Linked DNA regions of Mus musculus: region 1 is linked to region 2. A link is a contact called in public HiChIP or PLAC-seq data. All regions are on one chromosome and are shown on one strand. Each heading gives the region's core, a stretch centred on a gene start, on an enhancer-like site or on the middle of the called end of the contact. The rest is flanking DNA. Distances are from core to core; before and after follow the strand shown. Region 1 has its middle 21 kb from the start of Gm35514. Region 2 overlaps 1700001L19Rik (RIKEN cDNA 1700001L19 gene).

The links. HiChIP or PLAC-seq counts read pairs in DNA pulled down with a chosen protein or histone mark.
Region 1: an H3K27ac HiChIP or PLAC-seq map of VIP interneurons shows a contact between it and region 2, with 4 times the contacts expected there. The contact joins two enhancer-like sites. A contact is called at or near these places in 6 of 39 promoter capture datasets (the C10 cell line, cranial neural crest, embryonic stem cells and 3 more) and 3 of 115 datasets of contacts at active chromatin or transcription factors (SST interneurons, VIP interneurons and stem cell-derived neural progenitor cells).

Annotation. Positions count from the first base shown.
Region 1 is chr13:69,413,849-69,419,925 of GRCm38.p6, forward strand. No RefSeq gene overlaps it. Among named protein-coding and RNA genes, the nearest start is that of Gm35514, 21 kb to the left of the region's middle. Within about 2 kb of position 3,108, at least 6 of the 459 cell types and tissues checked have an H3K27ac peak or open chromatin away from gene starts, as enhancers often do. A contact at or near this core is called in VIP interneurons, where this site is marked.
Region 2 is chr13:68,604,666-68,610,654 of GRCm38.p6, forward strand. All of the region lies in intron 1 of 1700001L19Rik (RIKEN cDNA 1700001L19 gene), which reads left to right. Among named protein-coding and RNA genes, the nearest start is that of Gm34903, 3.9 kb to the left of the region's middle. Within about 2 kb of position 3,471, at least 48 of the 459 cell types and tissues checked have an H3K27ac peak or open chromatin away from gene starts, as enhancers often do. A contact at or near this core is called in VIP interneurons, where this site is marked.

The sequences.
Region 1 (6,077 bases), core at 1,858-4,357, 810 kb after region 2:
GTCTGGCTCACACTCAGCTTCCACTCCTGTCCATGTCCACACTGAGGCTCCTGTCTGCAGCTCCCTCCCTCTTTCAACCCCCTGACCAACACTCACACTCCTCCATGTGTGATGTGGCCTGCCCTCTCTGTAGTAGTTTGGAAGAAACTTCAATAGGTCAAAAGGTCAATACAGAATGCCAATATTAGGAGGTGTGACCTTGTTAGAGGAAGCGTGTCACTGAAGGTAGGCTATAAGGTTTTAGAAGCTCAAGACTCTCTCTCTCTCTCTCTCTCTCTCTCTCTCTCTCTCTCTCTCTCTCTCTCTCTCTCTCTCTCTCTCTCTCTCTCTCTCCCTGCTGCCTGTCAATCCTACTGTAGAACTCTCAGCTCCCTCTCCAGCACCATGTCTGCCTGCACACCGCCATGCTTCCCACCATTTCAATAATGGACTAAACCTCTGAACCTGTAAGGCAGACCCAATTATGTTTCCTTTATAAGAGTTACCATGGTTGTGATGTCTCTTCACAGCAACAGAAACCCTAACCAAGATGTTTGGCATTGGGAAACTGGGAGAAGCAATCACCTATTCATTGACAGCTGGCTGCTGATTGGTTAGCCTGACCAATGCTCAAATGTTCTATTAATAGCCTTCACTTTAGATGAGGGAGTGACTCTAAGGGCTTGGGATCAGCCTCTAGTAGCTTCAGCTGAAGTAGTATTGTAAATAATATATCATTTATGTCTGATCCAAGATTCCCGATGATGTGGAAGGCACCTTTGAAGAGAAGTAGAACACCTCACTACAGTGTTCTACTTCGCTGTGTCCCAGAAGCAACATGGGTAAAGGACCATGGATAGAACCTCTGAGAGAACAAGTCAAGATAAATCCTTCCTGCTTTGTTTCTGTCAGGACAACAGGAGAGCTGACACCTGCATGGGCTTCTGTGTTGGGTAATTAGAGAAAATACTTGGTTGTTGACACAATATATACAAATACACTACATCCGTTTACTGTATATGCAGGCTGCCTTTAAATGTATATAACATTTTTAGCATATTTCTCACTCCTACAGAAACGGTGTCCCTGTGCTAAGGGTTTGGGAACAAGAAGTACTTTCAGGCTTGTTTTTAATAGAATTCGAGATGGGGAAATCAGTCGTGAATCACGGCACCCAGGGAAGTTTAGTCTCACCACAGCTCATGTTTCATCAGTGTCTATGAAGGCGGCAGGGACTTGGCCCTCCCACACCATCAGGGATCTTGGATCAGAGGAAAATGGCCTGCAGTACAATCACTACATCAGCTGAAGCACTCGCAGGCCTCCTTGCCCCTGGTGACCAACAGACTGATGTTGTGGCAGGCAGCTCACATGCCAAACACAGAGCAATGGTTGGCATCCTAATAGCACCAAGGGATGAAGCTCTGGGGAAATTCACAGTGTAGTACGCTTATCTGAATTGATGACCACTGCCAGGTCACCCAAAAGAACATGTCTCTAAAGATAAGATGGTGAGTGACCAAGGAACATATTGATGACCTTGACCTCTGGCTGCATGAAAACACATATATGCACACACATGCAAATGCATACCCATACATGCACATACATTCACATGTGTACATACATACACACATGCACACACACATACATACATGCACATGCACGCACACATGCACATAATACACACGTGAATATACATGCACACACATGCACATGCACACATATGCACGTATGTGCACATGCATACCCATACATGCACACACACACATGTGTACATACATGCACACAACGGCTTCCCATACACACACACATACATGAACATACATGCACACATATGCATATACACATATGAACATACATATACACATATGCATATACGCACATGCACATACATATGCTATGCATGCGTGGCAACTTAGGAGTAGGTATGCATGTGTATGTGTATCACAGCCTGGAGTAGGTGTGCACACTAGTGGATAACTCAGCCTAGGAGTTGATGTACATGTGTGTTTGTAACATGGCCTGGGGACATCAGTGCTGAGAGGGCTTCCATTTCTCTGCAAGCATGAAGACCAAAGTTTGGATTCCTAAGACCCACATAGATATCAGGTGACAGGTGACTTGAGGTGACTGGCTTGAAATTCCACCCTAGGAAGGTGGAGACAGAGGATCTCTAGAGCAAGCTTGCTAGGAGACAAATTGCATTCACAAGCTCTGGGTTCAGCTGCTTTGATGAATAATGTAAAGAATGATCAAGAATGATGTCAAGCAGAAATCTCAAGTCCTCCCATGCACCTACATGCATGCACATCTACTCATGTGTAATGAAACACTTGCAAACATGCATACGCAGAGAGAGGGGAGGGAGGGGGGAGGGAGGGCGGGAGGGAGGGCGAGAGATAAATGCCAAAAGAAAATATTTCATTGCCTAATCCAAAGCAAAAATCCCTTTGTATTAGGTACAAACTTAACAGTGACTGGGATCAAAGCAAGATATAAATAAAGTCAGTGCATCACAAGAACCAATGGGCAAAGGCATCTTCCTAGCCTGGTTGAAATGAGTAACTGCTTATCTGGATCCATCCCATCCATCCAGACCTTGGTGACACCAGCTCTTATCTCTCATCTCCCATCACAGCCCACCACACCCCTCACCAGGCCCTGGAAAGCTCTTCTACCAGCCTTTTCTGAAGGACTTGAGGGTGTCTGACCCAGGCACACCTTTAGCCAGGCCATAGCCTGCAAAGTTGTAGCAACACACTCAGAGCTGGGGAGTGTGATCCTGACTCTAAGGAAACAGCCCCTTCCCTGAACTACGGGCCCAAGGAGTATAAGTAGGGAACTGGCCAAGCCCCAAACCACAGCAGAAATAGAACAATAATGCACAGCTCTTCTGTTTGACTGGGACCACCCTGCTATGCTCATAGGAACAAGAATTGAGCACACCCATGGCAGCCATTCTTAAGCTGCTAAACAAAAGGCAGAGGCAAGCAGGCTGTGGGACTGAAGCAAGAGCCTGGATCGATGGTTGTTCAGTCATCAAAACTGGGTCATCTCAGCCCATGCAGAAGTGCTGTGCCAACCACCATTCAGACAAAGAACAGAGCCTCAAAGAGGTCCATACCCCTGGGCTCAGCTGCGTGGCCATGTTCTACAGATTTGGGCAAAGGACAGCTGCTAGCCATGGGGATTAGCTGCTGGCCTCAGAACCTGTTGGGATGAAGGGTGAGCACAAAGAGATCTTCTCAGCATGCAGCCTCCCAAAGCCAAGCTGTGCCTCACATTGCTTCCTGCAGAGCAGTCACAATCTAGCATCCAATTCTCCTGCACCATGACATAAAGCTGGGCGGAGGGGGGGGGGGGGGAACACCTCATTCTCTACCAGACCTTGAGTGAGCTTTTTGTAAATTGCAAAAAAATAAAAAAATAAGGCTTATGGGCTCTTCATAATTCACTCGGAATCAAAGCCTGACCACATAGACTCACCCACTCATGAACACACATGTTGTCATATGCACACATGCACACTGATAAACAGAATGATCATGCATACATTTACCCAAGCACACAAATTCAGTCACCTATGTATAAACACACACGATTATACGTTTACCCATGTGCAGACTCGCACACATGATCTCAAGTGCACAAATACATGCACCGGGGCATACACACATGTACTGACACACAGCCCTGAGATGTGCAGACACTCATATGCCTAGGCACAGACATGCACATACGTGTAGCACTGGGCAATACTCATTCACACACGCACCCAAGCACACGCATGCTCACACTCTCAGTCTCACACCTATCCTCATGCATATGTATTTGCTACAGTGCTTCCCACATGCCAGACTATGGGCAAGTTCCTCCTCACCCCACAAGCAGAGTCAGCAGATAAGGAGTTCAGAACACTGACTTCTAACCAATGTCTCCGTGATTCTGAGAAAGAGTCCCAAGTTTGGGCTGGACGCGGGAGAGCTCAGGTTTGGGGATTTCCAGTCCAGGGTTGTTCTTCTAGACCACTGAAGCTCGCCTTACCTTACCCATTTAATGTACTTTCTGCCTGAATCGTGGCTCCAATGCCATCCCAAGGCCAAGGGGAAAACATTCACTCCCAAACTTTGAGCAAGAAGAGAGAGGAGCTAAGGCACTGGTACTGCGAGGCCTGGAATCTGCCCTCACTCCTCTCTCTGCGCTACTTGTTAGACAGGGAACATTAAAGTGCCTTGATTAAGCTGCTGCACTTGATTGCCTCTTGCAGCCGATCCTTCCTGCCCCCCCCCCCCCCGCACTGCAGGCTCCAGTCAGCATGTGAAAGGCGAGTGATGATTTACCCACACTGACCCACCCTCGCTGACAGAGAATGAAAGTCCAGAACCAGGAGAAAGAATCCATACAGTCAGGAGAGAATCTTGCCCCACCAAGGTGGTACAGCCCCTTAGAGTCCATGGCTACCAGACCGAGGATGGGGCAGGGCGTCTGTAGTCAAGGTGTCAGTGTGGAAGGAGAGTGTGATGGTTTGTATATGCTCGGCCCAGTGTAGAAGGAGATTGCAAAGCATGCTGGGAAAAGACAACAATGGCGCTTCCGCAGTTCTCAGGTAACAAGACCTGCTCCATAGGTATGTCAAGGCACCGGAAGCAGCCTAATTCCGTCCCGCATCACTCCGCTACAGAGCAGAGCTCAATGAAAGCTCAGATCTCGTGTTTGCCCTTTGCCTGTGCTCATCCATTACAAGTATCTCTAGCGTTCCCTAAGCCCAAATTCCAAGAAATTGCTTTCTGTGAACTCATTAGAGTTGCTGGAAGATCCAACTACCCAGACGAGTGATGTGCCCTGGATCCTGATCTGCTCTCACTCAACCCAGGGCATCCAATTCCCTGAGCTCCTCCAGCCAAAATCGCAGACTCTTTCTGGAGGGAATCTCGTTAATGCTGCTGTCTGGCTCTGATAAGTCAGCAGGGGCCTTAGGTCAGGATCATATATCACAGGCCAGAGGCAGATGCTGGGACCAGCTTGGAATGGGGACAGAAGACTCGCGGAGCCTGTGTCACTGTGGTTTGGGTGACAAATGCTTACAGTGCCAACTTAAGCTACCTCCTCTCTGGTATTTCTCCAGAGGATTCTCCCAAACTCCTTTGCTTTGATAAACACCATGGCCAAAGCACCTTGTGTAAGAAGAGGGTCCCCCCCCCCCAATAATTTACTTTTTAAAATTCGGATTATATCCCAATCACAGCTTCACTCCCTCCTCTCTTCCCACCCGTGCAAAGCCCCCACCTTCCACTGTTGCCTTCCACCACTGGCCCTCCCCCCCCATTGTCCCCTACCCTTGGGTACCACCCTATCCTGGGACATCTAGTCCAAACAGGATTTAAGAAGGTTATTTTAGCTCACACTACCAGTTCACAATTTATCACTAGAGGAAACCAGGACAGGTACTCAAGGCAGGAACCTGAGGCAGAAAAGGAAGCAGAGACCACTGAGGAACCCTGCCTCCTAGTGTGCTTCCCTGGGCCTGCTAGGCTACTGCTCTTTTATGTTTTAAATGAAATAGAATTACATCACTTTCCCTTTCTGTCCTCCCTCCAACCCCCTCAAGGTCCTCCTTTAGGCTAAAAGCCTTCTTTTCTTTGGTTATTAATTATTATCTTTATATACATATATAGATAAGAATTACAGGCATGTATTTACTACTGGAAGAAGGAGAATTAGCATCTCCTAATCAATTGTCTGATACAGAGTGGTCAGCCCTGAAACCATATACACACTAACAAAAATCAGCAGGTTGTATCTATATGTTTTGTGTACACACAACGGTAATGATAAAAGTCATATTTGGTCTATTTTTCTCTTTTTCCTTTTATTTTCAAGATTATGATATGATTACATCATTTCTCCCTCCCTTTTCCTCCTCTCAAACCTGCATATACCTCCTCCTTGCTCTCTTCCAAATTCATGGCCTCTTTTTATTTAACTACTGTTGTAGCAATCTTGCTTCTATAATCCCAAGCTCACCTGCCCAAGAGTGGCACTGCCCACAGTGGGCGGAGCCCTCCCCATCAATCAACAATTAAGACACAGCCTAT
Region 2 (5,989 bases), core at 2,221-4,720:
TTTCCCTGTGATGGTGGATATTAACTGGCTTATTCTTATTCAGGCCTGGTTTCTCTCTCAGTGGTTCCATGGTTTACAGAGCCTTGTAGTCTCCAGGACAATGGAGTCATTAATTGAATTCTCTGAATTCTTCATACACAGAGATTGAGCCTATATGCCTAGAGATAGCATGCCGTGGCATCTTAGCACCTTCCTAGTTCAGACTACTATAGGACAATAGAGAACTGACTCTGTAACTTGTTCTCAAATAGAAATGTGTTTGGTGAGCCTATAGTATTATTCTCATTGCAGTTACATAAAAATATGTGGCACAGGCCTTCAATGCCAGCACTTGGGAGGAAAAGGCAGGTGGATCTTTGCATTCTTGGCCAGCCTGTTCTATAGAACAAGCTCCAGGGCAGCCAGGACTACACAGAGAAACCCTGAAACTCTATCTTGAAGAAACAAACAAAAAAGAAAGCACCACAGGCAGCCTTAACTAAATTGAGTGGGACATACACACATATTCACACACATGCACACACACACACACACACACACACACTACACATTCACACATGGAAGTACAAAGGGTCATCTTGTACAAGTGTGGGAGGAAGATGGACAAGGGTAACGGTGAATGTGATCACAGCACATTGTCACACACATGTATGCATAAGCATGTGACAAATTGTCAAAAAGATTATGAAAGTGTGCACATCTCTTTTGTTCCTTTCCCACAGAATTTAAGTATTTCAATCTGATAAAGAAGAACATGTTTATATTTGATGTCATAGGAAAAGGAGGAGAAAAGAAAGGACCTGGGTCCCAGTTTATTTTAAACCTCACGCTTGTGATTTGTGTGAGAGTGTAACTTCTGGAAAGTGGAGAGCTTTCCACTTGGATCAGTCAGGACAAGACTAGTTTTGCTGCAGCAACAAACAACCCCACAGAGCTCAGCGACTTGGTTTCTCATGCAAAAGGTCCAGTAGGGTCGGCAGTATGCCCTTGCACAGTTAAATCACTCAGCAGCCACCTCCTGGGCTGCTCCCACTCCAGGCAACCTGGCTCTGGGTGCTGGTTCTTCCATACTTCTGGCTGAGGCGGCACAGGTCGCTTCAGATCACATTCCATTGGGTAGAACTGGTCACGTGTCTTCACTAAAGGAGCCAGAGCAGCAGGAGGAGGAGCAGGAGGAGGAGGAGGAGCAGGAGGAGGAGCAGCAGGAGCGGCAGGAGCGGGAGCGGTAGGGGGAGCAGCAGGGGGAGCAGCAGAGCGGGGAGAGGGGGAAAAGGGGGGAGCAGCGGGAGCAGCGGGAGCAGGAGGGAGGAGCAAGGGAATTCCTTGTGTCGTCAGGAGTAGAGTATAATTGTGTATTAGTGACGTTTTCCACTCAGGTGGTCAGCAAATTGAGTTTACCAGAGGAGTGTGCTCCTTAGGCTTCTGGCCCTGCTTCAGTAGCCTCTGATTTAACCCCACTTTGGCTTCCCAGTTGTTCTGAACACAGCTGCTTTTGTAGAGTGTATTGGGCAGCACAAAGTGGTCCAGGCTTAATGGCTTAAAACAATGGTAACTTACCTTTTGGAGTCCTGGAGAGTGGAATGTTCAGTCCCTTTTGTGGGCTCAGAGGGAAACACCTTTGTTTCTTTATAGCCATCTTCTTGTCCTGTTCAGACCGTCTCTCCTGATATATGTCTCTATTTCAAATTCCTGCTCCTTGAGAACACCATTCACATTGCATAGTGCTGTCTTATGCTAGCATGACATCACCTTAACTGAGTACATCTTCAGCAACCCTGCTTCTGAGCAGGGCAGCATTCCATATTCTCTTGTATAAAACTTCAACTCGAGGGCTTCTGGAGGACAAAACCCAACCCACAGCACCTGAGAAGTTGCTTTCCAGAGTTCTAGCTGTAGTAGCTAGCTGTGTGATTATCAGAGATGCCAAGGTATGTCCACAAAACCAGAGCACACAGATCGTTACCACGTCTACAAGCTCAGAGCACACAAGAGCTTAGCATCCCTTCTTTTAAGCCACTGCATTTTTCCATGCTGTCATTTTATTTGTAATATTTTAGCATTTTATTATTTTTATATATTTGTATGTGTGTGTTTTTCCTAGGCTCAGACTATAGTCTCACTTAAAGTGAGGGCCCTCCATTTCTGTCCTGGAGCCTAAAATGGCCCCTTAGAGTTATTTTTAGCTCATTTTCCATCACTACAATGAAATACCCAAGGCTATGTGTCTTATAAAGAAAATGTTTATTTAGGTCATGGTTCTCAAGTTTCCAGAAACCACAGGTACTAATGGTCTCACTGGCTGAGCATCCTGGAGCAGTCAGAGCACACTGAGAGGCCAGGAGCATGCTCCCTGCAGTGGAGCATGGCTCTCTGAGAGGCTGGGACTGAACACAATGGCCTCTCTGTCTCACTCAGTATAGAGCGACCAGACTGCCCTGATAACCTCACCTAAAGTCAGCCATCTTGGAAGGCACCACCTCTTGCAATGTGTTCAGATCAAGTCCAGCCCTTTTAATACCTAACAATGGATATCAAATCTCCACAGCTGAATTATTTCCCAAACTGCAGAAGGAACAGACCCAGTAAAACATGGGAATGGAAGACACAGACAACCGTTGAGCAGATGACATCCACACACTCAACTGGCTAGAGACTACTCAGTAACAGGATTTGAAAGCACAAGAGGTAAACTGAAGGCAGGACATCAGATGTCACATGTAGCACACACCGTTTCCATGTTTAAGCAATGCTCAAAATGCAAGCAGACAAAGGCAGAGGTCACAAGTTAATATTTTCTGTTTTGCTCTTTTTTTAAAGCTAAATTCCAGAGAAAGGCAGGTGAATCTGAGAGATTTTAATTGTGCAGCACCAAGTCTGTGTTGTGATAGCATCTCAGTCCCGATTGGTTTTTATTAAAATCATCTTGCTTCAAGCCACAAAGGAATACAAGAACAAAAGATGAAAGCTCTGTAATGGAAGACACACTTCGGCTCAGCTCAGACACAGGAGACGGATAGTGTTTTGCTCTGTGAGGCTGCCCGTCTGCTAGTAATTTTTTTCCTTTTAGTCTTATTCTTCAGCAGTAGAAAAATTCATCCTTTTTCCCCCCTCTGGAACATTCTGAATATGCAGCACACACGCGGCAAGGGTAGGATGGGGCGGGCTGGTAGGGTGGGGCTGGGAGCTCCTGGGTTTTCATCAGCCCTTGCCCAGAAGCAGTGAGCTTCCTAATCCAGATCAACATGGCCCAGGCGCTCGCAACGCCCTGGAATTGGGAGGAGGCAGCATAGACTCTTAGCTGCTCCTATTTACAGAGTTTTAGGAGACCTCGTTAAAATGAAAACCAATAGACTGTTTTGTTTTGTTTTGCTTTGTTTTTTCGTTTCTCCTGGGAAGTTGCATATTGCAATAGGTTTCTGTGACGTGGAGCATCTGTAACAGTGATTACAAGCCCCCTTTCTCCTTGAATCTGTTCTTCTGTCATTGGGTCTCCTTCTCAGATAAGCTCCGCCCCCTAGCAGAACCCACCCCACTCTGGAGGGGTGGCCTGGCCGAAAGCTCGAGGCAAGAAACACAGCACAGTTTGTTTCCTTACTGTTCCCTTCCTGGCAGTTTGTTTCCTTACTGTTGGTGCTTCCCCTCTTCTGCGGCTCCCATTACCTGAGCAGACTACACGCCCAGTGGGAGCACTGTTGGGCGTGGGATGGGGAAGACCGCCCACGCCTACTTTTGCATACGGTCCTCAGCGGTTAGAAGAGAACAACTTGATCACAAGGGTTCGTCCTTCATGCTGTCAGCTGTGGCTGACCTCCTTCTACCCTACAGACAGCACAGGGATAGCCAGGGCAGGAGGGCTTGCAGACAGAAAACTGAGACCAGACCATATGCCTAACTACCATCCGATTGCTTAAGAGAGAGATGACTCAGTAGTTAAAAGTGCTTGCTGTTCTTCCAAGGGACCTGAATTCAGTTTCTACCACCCACACCAGGTGGCTCACAGGTGTCACCCACATCAGGTGGCTCACAGGTGTCACCCATATCAGGTGGCTCACAGGTGTCCATCACTCCATCTCCAAGAGATCTGATGCCCTCTACTGGCCTACAGACAGCTTGGTACAACTCCACCTTTCCATATATGGATTCATTCACTCACACAGAAGTACACACACACACACACACACACACACACACACACACACACACACACACTACAGTGGGCGTTCAGGTTAGTGCTGTCTTGCTGTGGGCCTCTCCCCAGCTTAGCCAGTAGCTTTATGCCTCAAAAGGCCTAGAAGAGGGATGGGCCCACCACTCCTGCAGAGTGGGTGCCAAGTTTGAACTTCCTCTGTGCTACTGAAGGGTCCTTTCTGTTTCTCCCAGAAAGCATTGCTCTGCCTGTGAGGGCTGGAGGCCATCAGCTTCTGCAGCAACAGATCTGCACTGAGTGTTCATGACTGAGATTTCTTTGTCACGACTTAAAATGGGTTTTTAAAGAAACTTAGATTTATTTGATAAGCAAATGCCTATTTTAGAGAGTCAAAGTGATTGATGTTTTCTTTGTGACATTTTCCTTATTGCTTTTATGCGTGGGAGGGCCCTCATGGGCTTTCTTTTGCTTTTATTTTCCTAGTTCCTCTAGAATTTACTTTTGGCTACAGTGTAATGTGAAGATACAAGAACTAGTTGATGTTATAGCACTGAATGCTGAATTTAGTCAATTCTTCACGGAGTTAGTGTTTCTCACAGCCCTGTCTAGATCATGTGTTACCTGATCAGGAGACACAACCCAGGGCAGGTGGTGCAAACACGCTAATGAGAGCTGTGATGCAGAGAGAGAAGCCACTGCCTCCAGTGACAGACCAGGAATGGCTGAATTTAGTGAAGCTGGGATACTCTCAGTGAGGGAAAGTTCCCTGCATATCTGGCAAAACTCTTAGAAATCCTGGAACTGCAATTCTTAAAAACCATGCTGTCTCCTTCACTGGATGGTAGATACATCAGGTTCTACCAGATTTGAGCTGATCAAAGTCTACCTGGTGGTCAGTCCATGAGTGCCCTCATTGCTTGATGCTGCATTGCTAGCTATTCCCATCACTGCCAGAACGCTGGGTTCCTGCACTCGGTAAACAAGTGTTTTCCAGTCCCCTCAACATCCGTGTGCATTTATTCTTTCCACACACTAGTTTGTCTCTGTCCCACAGAGTGAATCATTTTAGTATCACTATTAGGAAAAACAAACACCCAAACCAAACCACCGTAGCACAAGTGAGACAGCAGGTGATCACCTCCAGTCTCACAGATAAACCAAGTCTGGTTTCATTGCTGAGGGAATCGGGACATCTAGAGCAACAAACCCAAGCCTGATGCGTGAGATGCTGGTTAAATACCACCTAACCCACATATTACTTCTTCTGCTGGGTACCACACGAGCAGATTGATTAAGAAAAAGGTGAGGAAGAGATGCAGAGATCTACAGAACATAGTTATATTAACAGGTCCTCTTCCAGAATATCTAAGCTGTGTGTATGTACATCTAGGTCTGTGTAAATGCATGCTTATGTTATATATGTAGGCATATTACACATACTCATGGATATCAGTTTCAAAGTCCTATAGCTGTACAGAGGGCTTAAGAAAAATATTTTTGTCTCTCAAGAGGTAGGTTTGAATATAGGCAATTTGACCACTGGCCATTCGAAGGATGACTGCTGCTTGGTTGTATTGTCATAGCATCCTGTTACTGCTGAGTTTTCAGAGCAGAACAAGGCTGTAATATTAGACACTCTGAGAGCAGGTCTTGAGGGTGGTGCCCTCACGAACAGGTTTCGTGCCTCCAGAGAAATTTGAATGAGCCTCTGTGGTCTTTCTCCCTTGTGATGGTGCTGCACAGCAGTGTTGCATATGAAGCTGAAATCAGCTCTCCACAGACGCTGAGTCTGCCCACACCTTGATCGTGGGTGTCCAGCCTCTAAACTGAGAAACATATTTT